2 separate regions of the Mus musculus genome follow, and region 2 is linked to region 1. The links are chromatin contacts, called in public HiChIP or PLAC-seq maps. All regions are on one chromosome and are shown on one strand. Each heading gives the region's core, a stretch centred on a gene start, on an enhancer-like site or on the middle of the called end of the contact. The rest is flanking DNA. Distances are from core to core; before and after follow the strand shown. Region 1 holds the start of Dazap1 (DAZ associated protein 1). Region 2 holds the start of Onecut3 (one cut domain, family member 3).

Region 1 (5,995 bases), core at 2,310-4,809:
CCGGAGCAATGGGGTGGGGTCACCATTCTGCTAAGTATGAGAGACGAAACTAAGGAACGGGGCCAGCCGGCTGAGACCGTGGTGTCCAGCCTTCTGCTACGGATGAGGACAGAGCCATGGGGTAGGTGTTTATGGGATAGGATGAAATCCAAGCGTTCTGCTACTGGCGAAGCCTAGTCTTCTTTCACGGGTGGGGCCCAGCCTGGTAGAGGCAAAACAGGATCCGGGGCCTAGCTTTCCGCTAGAGCTGAGGCTGGCGCCAAGGAGGCGGGGCCTGAGGATAGGGTAATTGTGGAGTCCAGCTGAGTCCATCCTTTTACTATGAATGGGGCGGAGCCTGCGGACCTGGGCGGGGCCAAGTTATCTAGGCAGGAAGTTGGAGCCATGAGGGGTGAAGTGCCTGCGGTGCAAGGAGGGACGTTTAGAGACTACCAGTGGTCCCAGTGCCATGGAGAGTACCATATGCTGGCACGTGCACTGTTGTGGCTTCTGGAGGGGCGGGGCAAGCTCCCTGGCACCACATTTGGAATGAGGCTTGACTTTCTGCATTTGCCTGGCTGGCTCGCAAGGGTACTGGATTTACTGTTTGAAGAGGCTGTGAAACTTCCTGATCTCAGCGTGTCGTCCACGATGCTCCTCTAAGTTGATTCTTTTTTTTTTTTTTTTTTAGGTTTTTCGAGATAGGGTTTCTCTGTGTAGCCCTGGCTGTCCTGGAACTCACGCTGTAGACCAGGCTGGCCTCGAACTCAGAACTCCACCTGCCTCTGCCTCCCCAGTGCCGGGATTAAAGGCGTGCGCCACCAGGCCCGGCCCAAGTTGATTTTTTTATTTCTATTTATCCGTTTATTTAGAGACAGGAGCTCCTGACTGGCCTGGAGCTTGCTATTGAGAACAAGTTGGCCGCGAACTCACAGATTTCTGCCTGATTCTACCTCTGAACTGCTGGGATTTAAAGGCGTATGCCACCATGCCTGGCTGAATGCCTCAAGTTTAGACATTCATTGGCCTGGTGAGGTCCAAGAAGCCGGCCCTCTCTCAGCTGCTCTAATCCATACCTGTCATTCAGCAGCTCTAGCTTACTACTGGGTCACTTGGACATGTTAGGTGTAGCGATCTGATGATTTTTCTAAGAACTGCTGGAAAAGCAGTGACACTCTTAATCCTTAGAAGATGTTACAGCAATAACTGTTGGTGCCCTCATTTTACAGGTGGGGAAAACTGCTAAAAACAGGAGTGGAGACCAGGGCTCCAATTTAGAACCGCAACAGTTAGCACTTTTGGGAGTTTTGGTTTGTTTTTTTATTTATTTTATTTTTTGGTTTGTCGAGACAGGGTTTCTCTTTATAGCTCTGGCTGTCCTGGAGCTCACTTTGTAGACCAGGCTGGCCTCAAACTCAGAAACCCACCTGCCTCTGCCTCCCGAGTGCTGGGATTAAAGGCCTGCGCCACCACGCCCCGCTGTTTTTTATTTTTTAATGTACTTGGTGTCTCATCCCTGTGCACCACCTGAGGCGCAGTCACTGGCATTGTGATTTCCCACTTGGGTCCTGACAATCAAACTTTGGTCTTCTGGAAGAAACAGGTTCTCATGTAGCCCAAGATAGCTTCAAACTCTCACACAGCTAAGGATGACCTCGAATTCCAGATCCTGCCTCCTCCACCTCTCCAGTGCCAGGATCAACAATGTGTACTGCTATGCCCGGTTTCTGCAGCTCATGAAGGGTCTTGGGCATTGTGCCTGCCAGGAGAGCACTTCCCCCACTGAATTCTAGGTCCACTGCGCCACTCCTCTGAGTGGCCTTCTGATGATCTCATGTGGTCTAATTAAAGCAGAAAATGGGTAGCTTTGTCATCTCAGCACTCCAGAGTCAGCGACAGCAAGATCTCTATGAGTTCCAGGACAATTGGGGCTACATAGGAAGACTCTGTCTCCAAACAAAAGCTTTGGACTGTTTTTTATAATCTGAGCTGTTATACCCAGCACAGAAATGAATTGTTGCTTGTTATACTTTGCTGTTATTATATTATGTTCTACTGACATAGAGACTAGGACCCAGGTCACTCTCAAATTCAAAGTCGTCGTCTTCTTCTTCTTCTTCTTCTTCTTCTTCTTCTTCTTCTTCTTCTTCTTCTTCTTCTTCTTCTTCTTCTTCTCCTCCTCCTTCTTCTCCTCCTCCTTCTCCTCCTCCTTTTCCTCCTCCTCCTTCTCTTCTTTTTCTTCTTCTCCTTCTCCTTCTCCTTTTAGACAGGGTTTCTCTGTGTAGTCCTGGCTGTCCTGGAACTCACTCTGTATATTAGCTGTACTTAATTCACAGAGATCAGCCTGTCTCTGCCTCCCAAGTGCTGGGTTTAAAAGTGTGCACCAATACTGCCCTGCTTCAGGCTTTGTTTGTTTGCTTGTATGTATGTTTTGGTTTTTGTTTGAGAAAGTCTTGTGTACCTCAGCTGGCTTCTAGTTCACTATATAGCTGACCAAGGGAGGCTGACCTTGAATTCCCAGTCTTCCTCTCCAACCTGAGCGCTGGGATGACAGGTTTGCACTGCCATGACTGTTTTAAGTAGTCTGGGGATGGAACCCAGCTCTTTAGCCTAGAAAGATGCTCAACAAACTGAGCCATTACATCGTTTTATTCACTTACTTATTATGTTGTTGTTGTTGTTGTTGTTGTTGTTATTATTATTATTATTATTATTATTATTATTGTTTGTTTTGTTTTCTCGAGACAGGGTTTCTCTGTGTAGCCCTGCCTGTCCTGGGACTCACTCTGTAGACCAGGCTGGCCTTGAACTCAGAAATCCACCTGCCTCTGCCTCCCAAATGCTGGGTTTAAAGGTGTGCGCCACCACTGCCCAGCTTTATATACCTTTTTGAGACAGGGAACTGGTTATGAGAGGAAAGGCAGATTATCCAAGTGAGAAGTCAGCTGCAGACAATAGATAGTAGTAAGAGTGTGGCTGTCCATGTTAGTGGTACTAGGGACAATGTTTTTTTGTTTTTACTTTTTCTTAGTAACTATTGAACTTGGTTAATTTTTACTTTGAACCCAATCGAGCCTTAACTGAATGACCTTGGACAGGTGAGTCAGCCTTTGTGACCCAGTGTATCATCTGCGAAAAAGGAAGAGCGGGAGGTGACACAGTTCAGAGCATGAACGTGCAGCCTGCTTTATGCACCGGCCTCTGAGGGGCATCTTAGACTTTTTCCCCTCGCAAGCCCCCACGCAAGACCAAGATTCGCGAGTGGATAAAGGGGAACCCGCGTCTGCGCCTGCGCGCGCCATGAACGCCCGGCGCCGCATGCACGCGTACGCACGCACGTGGCTGTCTCCCTCCGCGCGCCTTCTGAAGGCCAGATAATGCAGAGGACTGCATTTCCCAGAAGGATTAGATTCGACAGGGCGGAAACGCATGTCTCGGTTGTCCGTGTTGCGCAGGCGCAGAGCTCTGCGTCCCTCTCGCAAGCGGGCACGCACGCGCGGCGCGCCCCTGGCCCCGCCCCCGGAGGCCCCGTGCGGGAGCGCGCCCGGGCGTGCGCAGGGCGGAGGCGCGGAGGCGCGGGGACGCGCAGCGACCGTTGGCGCGGAGGGAGGAGGCTCAGCGCCGCCGCCGTTGCGCAGATCCGGGCCGCGGCTGCGGGGAGGGACGAGCGGTGACCTTCCGGAGGAGCGGGGCGCAGCGGGCCGGGACGGGGCGCCATGAACAGCGCGGGCGCCGACGAAATCGGGTGAGGCTGTGGAGCCGGGCCAGGCCCAGAGCGAGGGAGGCCGGGGTGCCGGACCGGCCGGGCCGGGACTTTAGAGGAGAGCCGGGGTGCTGGGGGGTCGCCCCAAAGGCAGCCCATGGGTAACTGAAGGGACCCAAGGTGATAACTCACGAGCCAGAGAAACCCTAAATGAAGGTTCACGGGTCAGGGGCATCCCATAGGATAACTCACCGGACTGAGAGACCCTGAAATGATAAATCAGGGTGTTGAAGACCCTTAAGTGGATCCTTGAAGTCAGGAAGGTAATGTAGGATAATTAGGGGTGCTGAGAGATCTCTCATAGATTCTAAGTACCAGGGAGATTACAAAAATGGACCAGGGTCCTTGTGAACCCTAAGTATTAGAATGGTGAAACTGAGGGATCTCCAAAGAATAGATTATAGAGCAGAGAGACCCCATAGAGTTGCTCTGGGGAGTTGAATTCTAAAAGCTAGATCACAGGTAATGGAAACCCTGTAAAATAGATTAAGGATGCTGAGACACCCTAAAGAATACATAGGTCAAATAAATTAGGTTATGGGTGCCGAGGAACCCCAAAGTATAGATTACAACTCAGAGAGACCGCATGGGATAACGCGGGGATCTGAGAGGTACCCCGAAAGATTAGGGTGCTGGGGTTATCTAGTAAAAGCGCAGGGATGAGGAGATCACAAAGAACAGATCAGGATGTTGGAGCTTCCTAAGTGGAGTTTGGGGTCAAGGAGTCTTCAAATGATAATTTTGGAGGTTGTGGGATTCTCCAGATTTCAGGAATTAAGGTGACCATCAAATCAGGAGACTGAGGGACACTAAAGGATAGTTCAGATGTTAGAGGGACCCTAAGTAGAGCCTGGGTGTCGGGGAGACGCCCCCCTCTGATAAAATTAAAGGAATTTGGGAACACTGAAAAGTTGGTGTCGGGAGACCCCAAAAGATAACTCAAGGTGCTGAGTCCTTCACAGGAGTTAGAAGAGGACCCCAGAGCTGGGCGGTGATGGCGCACGCCTTTAATCCCAGCACTTGGGAAGCAGAGGCAGGTGGATTTCTGAGTTCGAGGCCAGTCTGGTCTACAAAGTGAGTTCCAGGACAGCCAGGGCTACACAGAGAAACCCTGTCTCGAAAAACAAAAAAAGAAGAAGAAGGAGAAGGAGAAGGAAGAGGACTCCAAAAGAGAGCTGGAGGGTTATGTGGATAAGGTGGTTGGGAAGGCCCTATAGAATAAGGGTTTGAAGGACCCTCCCAAAGGCTATATTAAGGTATAGGGGACCCCTGAGGTTGAGCTGTGAGGTCGGGAGATACTAAAGGATAGTTCAGAGGGCTGAGGGAATTCCAAGAGAGACCCTTAGCTCTGTGGGAGACCATAAGCCATAATTGTGGTTAAGGAAATAGGGTAGGGAGACCATACGGGGTAGTTCAGAAGGCTAGGGGGACCTCCAACAGGAGTTACAGAGTCGAGAAGAGCCCAGTGGAGATTTGGGGGAACCCCAAAGGATAGTTAAGGAGCTAGAGAGGCCTGAAAGGCTAATTCAGGGGGCTGGGAGAATACCAGGAGGAGGCGCAGGACTCAGGAATACTCTAAAAGATAATTGGAGACCCTGAGCCAGTGAGGCCTAGAAGGTGCAGGGTCCAAGAGAACTCATTTGTTTGTGTTTGGTTTATTTTTTTATTTTTTATTTTTTTGAGATTTTTTTAAAAAATTATTTTGGTTGTTGCTTGTTCATAAGGTAAATGAGAGGCTGGGGAGACTCAGCTCCGGGGGTCATAGAGGAATCAAGAGACAGCTCCATGAGCTTGGGAGACACCAGTGATGACCAAAGACTAAAGTATAGGGAGGCCCCAAAGGGGACCTTAAGGCCAGAGAGACTCCCCAAAAGGATGCTTCAGTGGGTTAGGGAGACCACAAGGGGTCTGGGAAGCCGGAAAGAGGAACCCAGAAGCCAGGAAGAGCCCCCACCCCTAAAACTGCTCAACAAGCCAGGGTACCCAGAACAGAACAAGAAGTCAGGGTGCTCAGGAGCTGTGAGGGGGAGTTTGAGACCTGGGAGGGCTTAAATAGCAACCTGCTGGTCTAGAGACTCTCATATCAGAGTGGCACCAGAGGGAACGTTTTATAGAGCTATGGAACCTGATCCTGGGGCCTTCGAGTCAGGAAGATCACAAAGGAGATTAAGGACTGGGGGACCCCAAGTGGGGACTTTGTGGCGTCTCTGTGATATCAACCAGGGCTTGAGGGGTGTAAATAAACTTGGAATT
Region 2 (5,995 bases), core at 1,403-3,902, 230 kb after region 1:
CAAGATCGATCTGGCCCCAGTCACCGGTTCGCCCGTGGCCCCGCTCAATTCTATTTCACTAATTACTAAAGTGGGGGAGGCCAGTTCTTGGGGCTCAGGGGGCACAGTCCGTTTCCTAGGGACCCCTAGGTTTTTACTCCATCTCTCAGTGGGACCGCAGACCTCGTGGAGATCCAGCTCTTCATGCCCAGAAGACTCAAGCACAGGCTGCACATGCCGGGAGAAGCCCTGTCTAAGTCTGGACAGTCTGCAAGGGAGTGTGTGGCACCTGAGGTTGCTCTTGTTCAAGAGAAAAGGGAGTCCCCTCATCTCAAAGCCCCCAGCTTCCTCTCTTTTTCTTCAAAATGGATTCTCCGCTCATGGGGGAGGGGGGCTATAGATATCATTTGAAACAAAAAAAATGAAGGCAGGGGACTGCATCATCCCAACCCTCTGCCCAGGAATCCCGGGGTGGCTGGTATTTGAAAGGGTTTATGGTCATCTTTTGTTTTTCTGTTTTTAAACACCCAGTCAACCCCTGTAGCTCTTTGCTTTCTAGAGCTCTGAATGCTATCGGTTGACGGTGGTGGATTGATTTCCACACCCCACGATTATTTTTAATTATCTGTGATGTTGTAGGATAGACTTGGGGACTGCAGACTTGACTCTGATCCTGGCCATAGCAACTGTCCCCAGCTCTTTGTCACTGGGGAGGAAACCCCAGTGGTGCAACAGACACTCTGTGTGCCTCAGTTCCTCTATCTGGAAGATGGCTGTGGCCCCAAATTGTCCAGGCTCCCCAAATCAGAAGACCCCAAGGCTTCTGCCCCTTGGGGGAGATGGATGGGTAAAAGTACCCACTCCTGCAAGCTTCACCCTAATGGCCCCCTCTGCAGTCTTTACTCCCCACTATCCCCACCCCCACCCCCAACCAGGAGACCAAGATGGCAACAGGCAAGAAGTGATAGGCTCTGGATCTCTTCCCTCTCTAGGACTGTTAAACAGCTGGAGCTTAATAAATGCTGACTTGTTCACATTGAAACAGTCCCTTCAGCCCTGTCCACCCAAGGATTTGGGAGAGGGACCTCTGTGTACCCCCCCCCTTAATGGCTCATATACAATGCCACTCACTTTCCTCCAAGATCCTCTTCTCTGGGGGGGGGGGGGCAGCATGAAAGGGGAAAATGAGGAACAGAAAAGGATCTGTGCAGCCCCGGGCATGGACCACCACGCCTGTCACACAGCCAGTGCACTGTGGACATCAGATTCTTGGTTTGCTTTGTTTCCAGCCTGATAGCCCAAGCCATTGGTGGGGGCATCCCTTGAGTGAGCGTCAGAGCCCATGGGTGACTCAAGCTCCAGAACAAATGCCAATAACCCTCCCTGGCAGTGAGCAGGGCAAGGGAGGCAGGGGCTGAGGCTGAGTGAAGACACCCTCCTAACACAAGGTCCCCCCAGAGTCTGGCATGGCCACCCTGGTAATCGGTAATCTCTTCTCCACAAACCCAAGGGGTCTTGTTCCCAGGTGCTTTGTGCCTGTAGGGTGCCATCCATGTACCCCTTCTGTCCCCCTTCACTGTCTGCAGGTGGGAAAGGGAGAGAGAGAGAGAGAGAGAGAGAGAGAGAGAGAGAGAGAGAGAGAGAGAGAGAGAGAGATCCTAGGCTAGCTATCTCAGTCTGAAAAAAAAAAAAAAACCCCAAACCCAAGCTGGTCTAGAGATGACCAGTCTCAGACAAGACATCCTTAGACCCCAGAGATATTGGGGACAGGAAGTAGCCAATTACACGGGACTTAGGAGGAATTTTCCCCTCTCTCTTCCCCCCCTCTCTGTCATCTTTTCCATGTGTAGCCCTGACTGTCCTTGAATCCAGTTCTGTAGACCAGGCTGACCTTGAACTCAGAAATCCACCTGCCTCTGCCTCCCAAGTGCCGAGATTAAAGGCATGTGCCACTACACCGGACCTTGGAGGAATTTATGTTTGCTTTGATGCAAAGACTCACTATAAAGCCCTTGCCTGACTGGAACTTGCTACATAGACCAGGCTAGCCTCCAAATTAACGATCCACCTGCCTCTGTCTTCCCAATCCTGGGCCTAAAAACCACTAAAGTCCCTGTTAAGAAAGATTTCTGCAGGGCAATTACATTGCACAATTGAAGAAACAGAGGCCCAAATGCCCAAATGCCTGCTTTTCCTTGTGCTTGAGGCCAATGTGTGATTGTTCTGGGGACCTACTAATAGCCCCACTTCATCCCAAAAGAGGTTTTGAAATCTTTGTGTGCATACGGGGAAAACAGCCCATCTTTCTGAGAGTGTCAACAGAGTTGGGGGGCGTTTGTAGCCACACTTCAGGAACTGGGGGCGGGTAGGGGCAGAAGGGGGAATGTACAGGACAGAGAATCAAAGACGCTGATATGAGAACACACACACACACTCACTCACACTCACACAGAGCCAGGACTAGCGGTCCCCCACCCCAATCCCTCAGGTTCTTCTCAGGGCAAGGAGAATGGGGAGACCCAAGAAGCCAGCCTGGTGCTCCAAGGGGTTTGGCGGGTGCAGGCGGAGCGATGGGCGGGGGCGCTGACGTCAGACCCGGGCCGGGGCGCCGGCGGCGGCCGCCCCGCCACATCCTGGTGGCCGCTGCTCGCAGCAGCCGAAGCCGAGCGAGAGCACTGAACAAGCGGGACAGTAGCAGCCGCCGCCACCAGGAGCGTCGGCCAGTGCGTGGGGACCATGCTGCGGCCTTGAGCACACACGAAGAGGACACCCAGGATGGAGTTGAGCTTGGAGAGCCTCGGGGGGCTGCACGGGGTGACACACGCGCAAGCCGGCGAGCTGCTGAGCCCGGGCCACGCGCGCTCCGCCGCGGCCCAACACCGAAGCCTAGTGGCATCGGGGCGCCCAGGCCTGGTGGCCGGCATGGCTAGCCTGCTGGACGGTGGTGGCGCCGGGGGCGGGGGCGCCGGGGGCGCGGGGGCTGCAGGGGCCGCGGGTGGTGGCCCTGACTTCCGTGGGGAGCTGGCTGGCCCCCTGCACCCGGCCATGGGTATGGCGTGCGAGGCCCCAGGTTTGGGTGGCACCTACACCACGCTCACGCCCTTGCAGCACCTGCCGCCGCTGGCCGCCGTGGCCGATAAGTTCCACCAGCACGCGGTGGCTGGGGCGCACGGAGGCCATCCACACGCTCACCCTCACCCGGCCACCGCGCCGCCACCGCCCCCTCCGCAGCGCCTGGCGGCCAGCGTGAGCGGCAGCTTCACCCTCATGCGCGACGAGCGGGCGGCGCTGGCCTCGGTGGGCCACCTCTACGGGCCTTATGGCAAGGAGCTGCCCACCATGGGGTCGCCACTGTCGCCGCTGCCCAGCGCGCTGCCCCCCGCTCTGCACAGCGCCCCGCAGCCGCCGCCGCCGCCACCGCTCGCCGCTTACGGGGCTCCGGGCCACCTGGCCGGGGACAAACTACTGCCACCTGCCGCCTTCGAGCCACACGCGGCGCTTCTGGGGCGCGCAGAGGACGCGCTGGCCCGAGGGCTGCCTGGAGGCGGCGGCGGCGCGGGAGGCGGCGGGGCGGCCGGCGGGGCGGCCGCGGGTTTGCTGGCTCCGCTGGGCGGGCTGGCTGCGGCCGGGGCGCACGGGCCTCACTCAGGCGGCGGTGGCCCCGGAGGGGGCGGTGGCGCTGGCGGCGGCAGCGGCGGCCCGGGAGCCGGCGCTGCAGCCGAAGAGATCAACACCAAAGAGGTGGCCCAGCGCATCACCGCCGAGCTGAAGCGCTACAGCATCCCGCAGGCCATCTTCGCGCAGCGCATCCTGTGCCGCTCGCAGGGCACGCTCTCCGACCTGCTGCGCAACCCGAAGCCCTGGAGCAAGCTCAAATCCGGCCGCGAGACCTTCCGCAGGATGTGGAAGTGGCTGCAGGAGCCGGAGTTCCAGCGCATGTCGGCGCTGCGCCTGGCAGGTAGGGACAAGGGCCCCTGAGGCTCGATCCTGGGGGACATGGTTGGCACAGGATGAAGGACCTTGGCTAGTGCGTCCTGCCAGCCTAGAGGGGGGAAACTGTAGCCTCTGAGGCTGACCCGGGGTCTGCATCGCCGAGTGTCACTAATAGAAAGAGGGCAAATACAATTATTGTTTCCGTCCCTATTCTTTTAGGGACTGTGTAGGGTGTCTAGTGTCTTTGAGGCTGATGTAGACATAGGGTGCTAAACTAAAACAGCCCTCGCGTGGCTCCGTGTGTGCGCGTGTATGCGCGCGTCTGTAGCACGTTCCTTGGGTTCACGATCCCCTGCGATCAGAGGTGCCACTCCCCTCGTCCCCAAACATCCTGCAAGAGGGACCAAAGGCGCCCTCTCTCCACCCAGTCACAAAGCTCTAGGTGCTGACTAGACTCAGCCAAGGCCTGGCCACCGCTCTGCCCCCAGCCCCAGCACCACCACCACCACCGAGCTCTCTTCCTATGCAGCTCAGCCTCTGCCGACGATCGATCCGCTAGTCCCCCATCCCTCCCCCCTCTGGCCGTTGGCAAAGGTCATTTGAGATTGGGGGAGGGGCAGCCCTTGGGACCCTGGGCTCAGTGGCATCCACCAGAGGCCTTCACACCCCCCCCCCCCCGTGGCTCCCAGGGCCTCACTCCCTCCTGTTTTCCTGTCCCCCCTTTCTACTTCTCTCCACGGGGACAAATTGCTGTCCCTCTCTTCGAGCTGCCTCTTCGGTACCCAGTCCAGTCTCTCTTTATTCTTTTCTTCTCTTGCGCCTTGCCTGAGTCTCTCCCACACACAGAAGCATGCGAGCCAGCCCCTGGGGGACCCGTTGTCTCCTCCTTTGGTCTAACCTGTCCCCTCCCACCCCAGCGAGGAATGTGGGGGTGTGCCATAGACCCTACATCCTCCGTGATTGGGAAGGGGTGTCAGGAGGCCGGTGGTCTGGGCAGAGCGTTTTTTCTATGGCGTAGTGGGGAGGGGGCTGTGCACCCCGTTCCAGGGACAATAGCGGTTTCCAGAGCCTCATCGATCCCTCTGCATACAAACACAGAGAGGGGCGGGGCAGCCGGGACTCAAGAGAGGCGCCCCTAAGGCAGGAGCTGAGAACTGGGTTGACTGTACCCCTCAGACCACACTACAAGCCTGTGTGGGGTGCAGAGAAGCAGGGGCCCCTGGGCGTAGCGGGGGGGTAGATAGACGTGGGTTTGGTTGGAGCCTGTGCTACTTGCTCTATCTGTGGATTCTAAGCCCACTGTGCAGGCTGGCACACACACAGACCCACTTTAGTTTCCCCTTCCTCTGGAGTCTTTAGTGGGATAACTCAGTGATGAGATGCGCCCTGTCTTTGGGCTTTTGGGGCCATGCATTCCTGGGGGGTGGGCAGGTGGCACTGGAAGACATTAGGATAAACACACACACAGGTTTATCTGAAGAGCCCTGTTGCTAGTGAGGGACACAAGGACACCTGCCCCAGAACACAGCCCCTATCCTGTCCTGTCCTGTCTTGTCCATGGTTCTCCTCGGGTAGTGTGCCCCCGATCCACTGTCTCCAGGTGATCTGGTGCTCTGTGGATTCTAAGACCAAGACCTCCCCTCCTGGACATACAACCATTGTGTACCCCAAATCCATGCCACTCGCCTGTCACCTGCACGAGTGACGTTCCAATTGCTCTCCTGTGGACACAAAAGGCGGACACACCACAGAACTGCTGGACAACACATGGGCCCAGGGTCCCAGATTCTGTAAGGCCATCAGCCCTCCGTGTCCCACTTGAAGCAAGAGGTTAGCCATTCCAAAGGGAGCCACGGTCAGACTGGCTTCTTGTCTCTCAAAGCTCTGGTGACCAGCATCTCTCCCTAAGACTGTTACAGGATGACTGTGTCACTTCTAAAAGTGTGGCCACCTCAGGGGAGCACAGAGTCGGGTAAAAAATGAGATACCTGGCCTGTTCCAGATCAGCCTTGGAGCCGAGGCTGTCACGCTGTGACCCAGCGCTCCAGGTCCCTTCTCTGTCTTCATCTTCAGACTCCGCTGG

Evidence for each region. HiChIP or PLAC-seq counts read pairs in DNA pulled down with a chosen protein or histone mark.
Region 2: an HNF4G HiChIP or PLAC-seq map of pancreatic cancer cells shows a contact between it and region 1. The contact joins the promoter of Onecut3 here to the promoter of Dazap1 in region 1. A contact is called at or near these places in 1 of 15 datasets of contacts at CTCF or cohesin (the NIH/3T3 cell line) and 1 of 115 datasets of contacts at active chromatin or transcription factors (pancreatic cancer cells).

The regions. Positions count from the first base shown.
Region 1 is chr10:80,261,455-80,267,449 of GRCm38.p6, forward strand. Dazap1 (DAZ associated protein 1) reads left to right here and starts at 3,560. Exons shown (of 12, transcript NM_133188.3): 1 at 3,560-3,724. The coding sequence starts at 3,696.
Region 2 is chr10:80,492,254-80,498,248 of GRCm38.p6, forward strand. Onecut3 (one cut domain, family member 3) reads left to right here and starts at 2,653. Exons shown (of 2, transcript NM_139226.3): 1 at 2,653-3,937. The coding sequence starts at 2,755.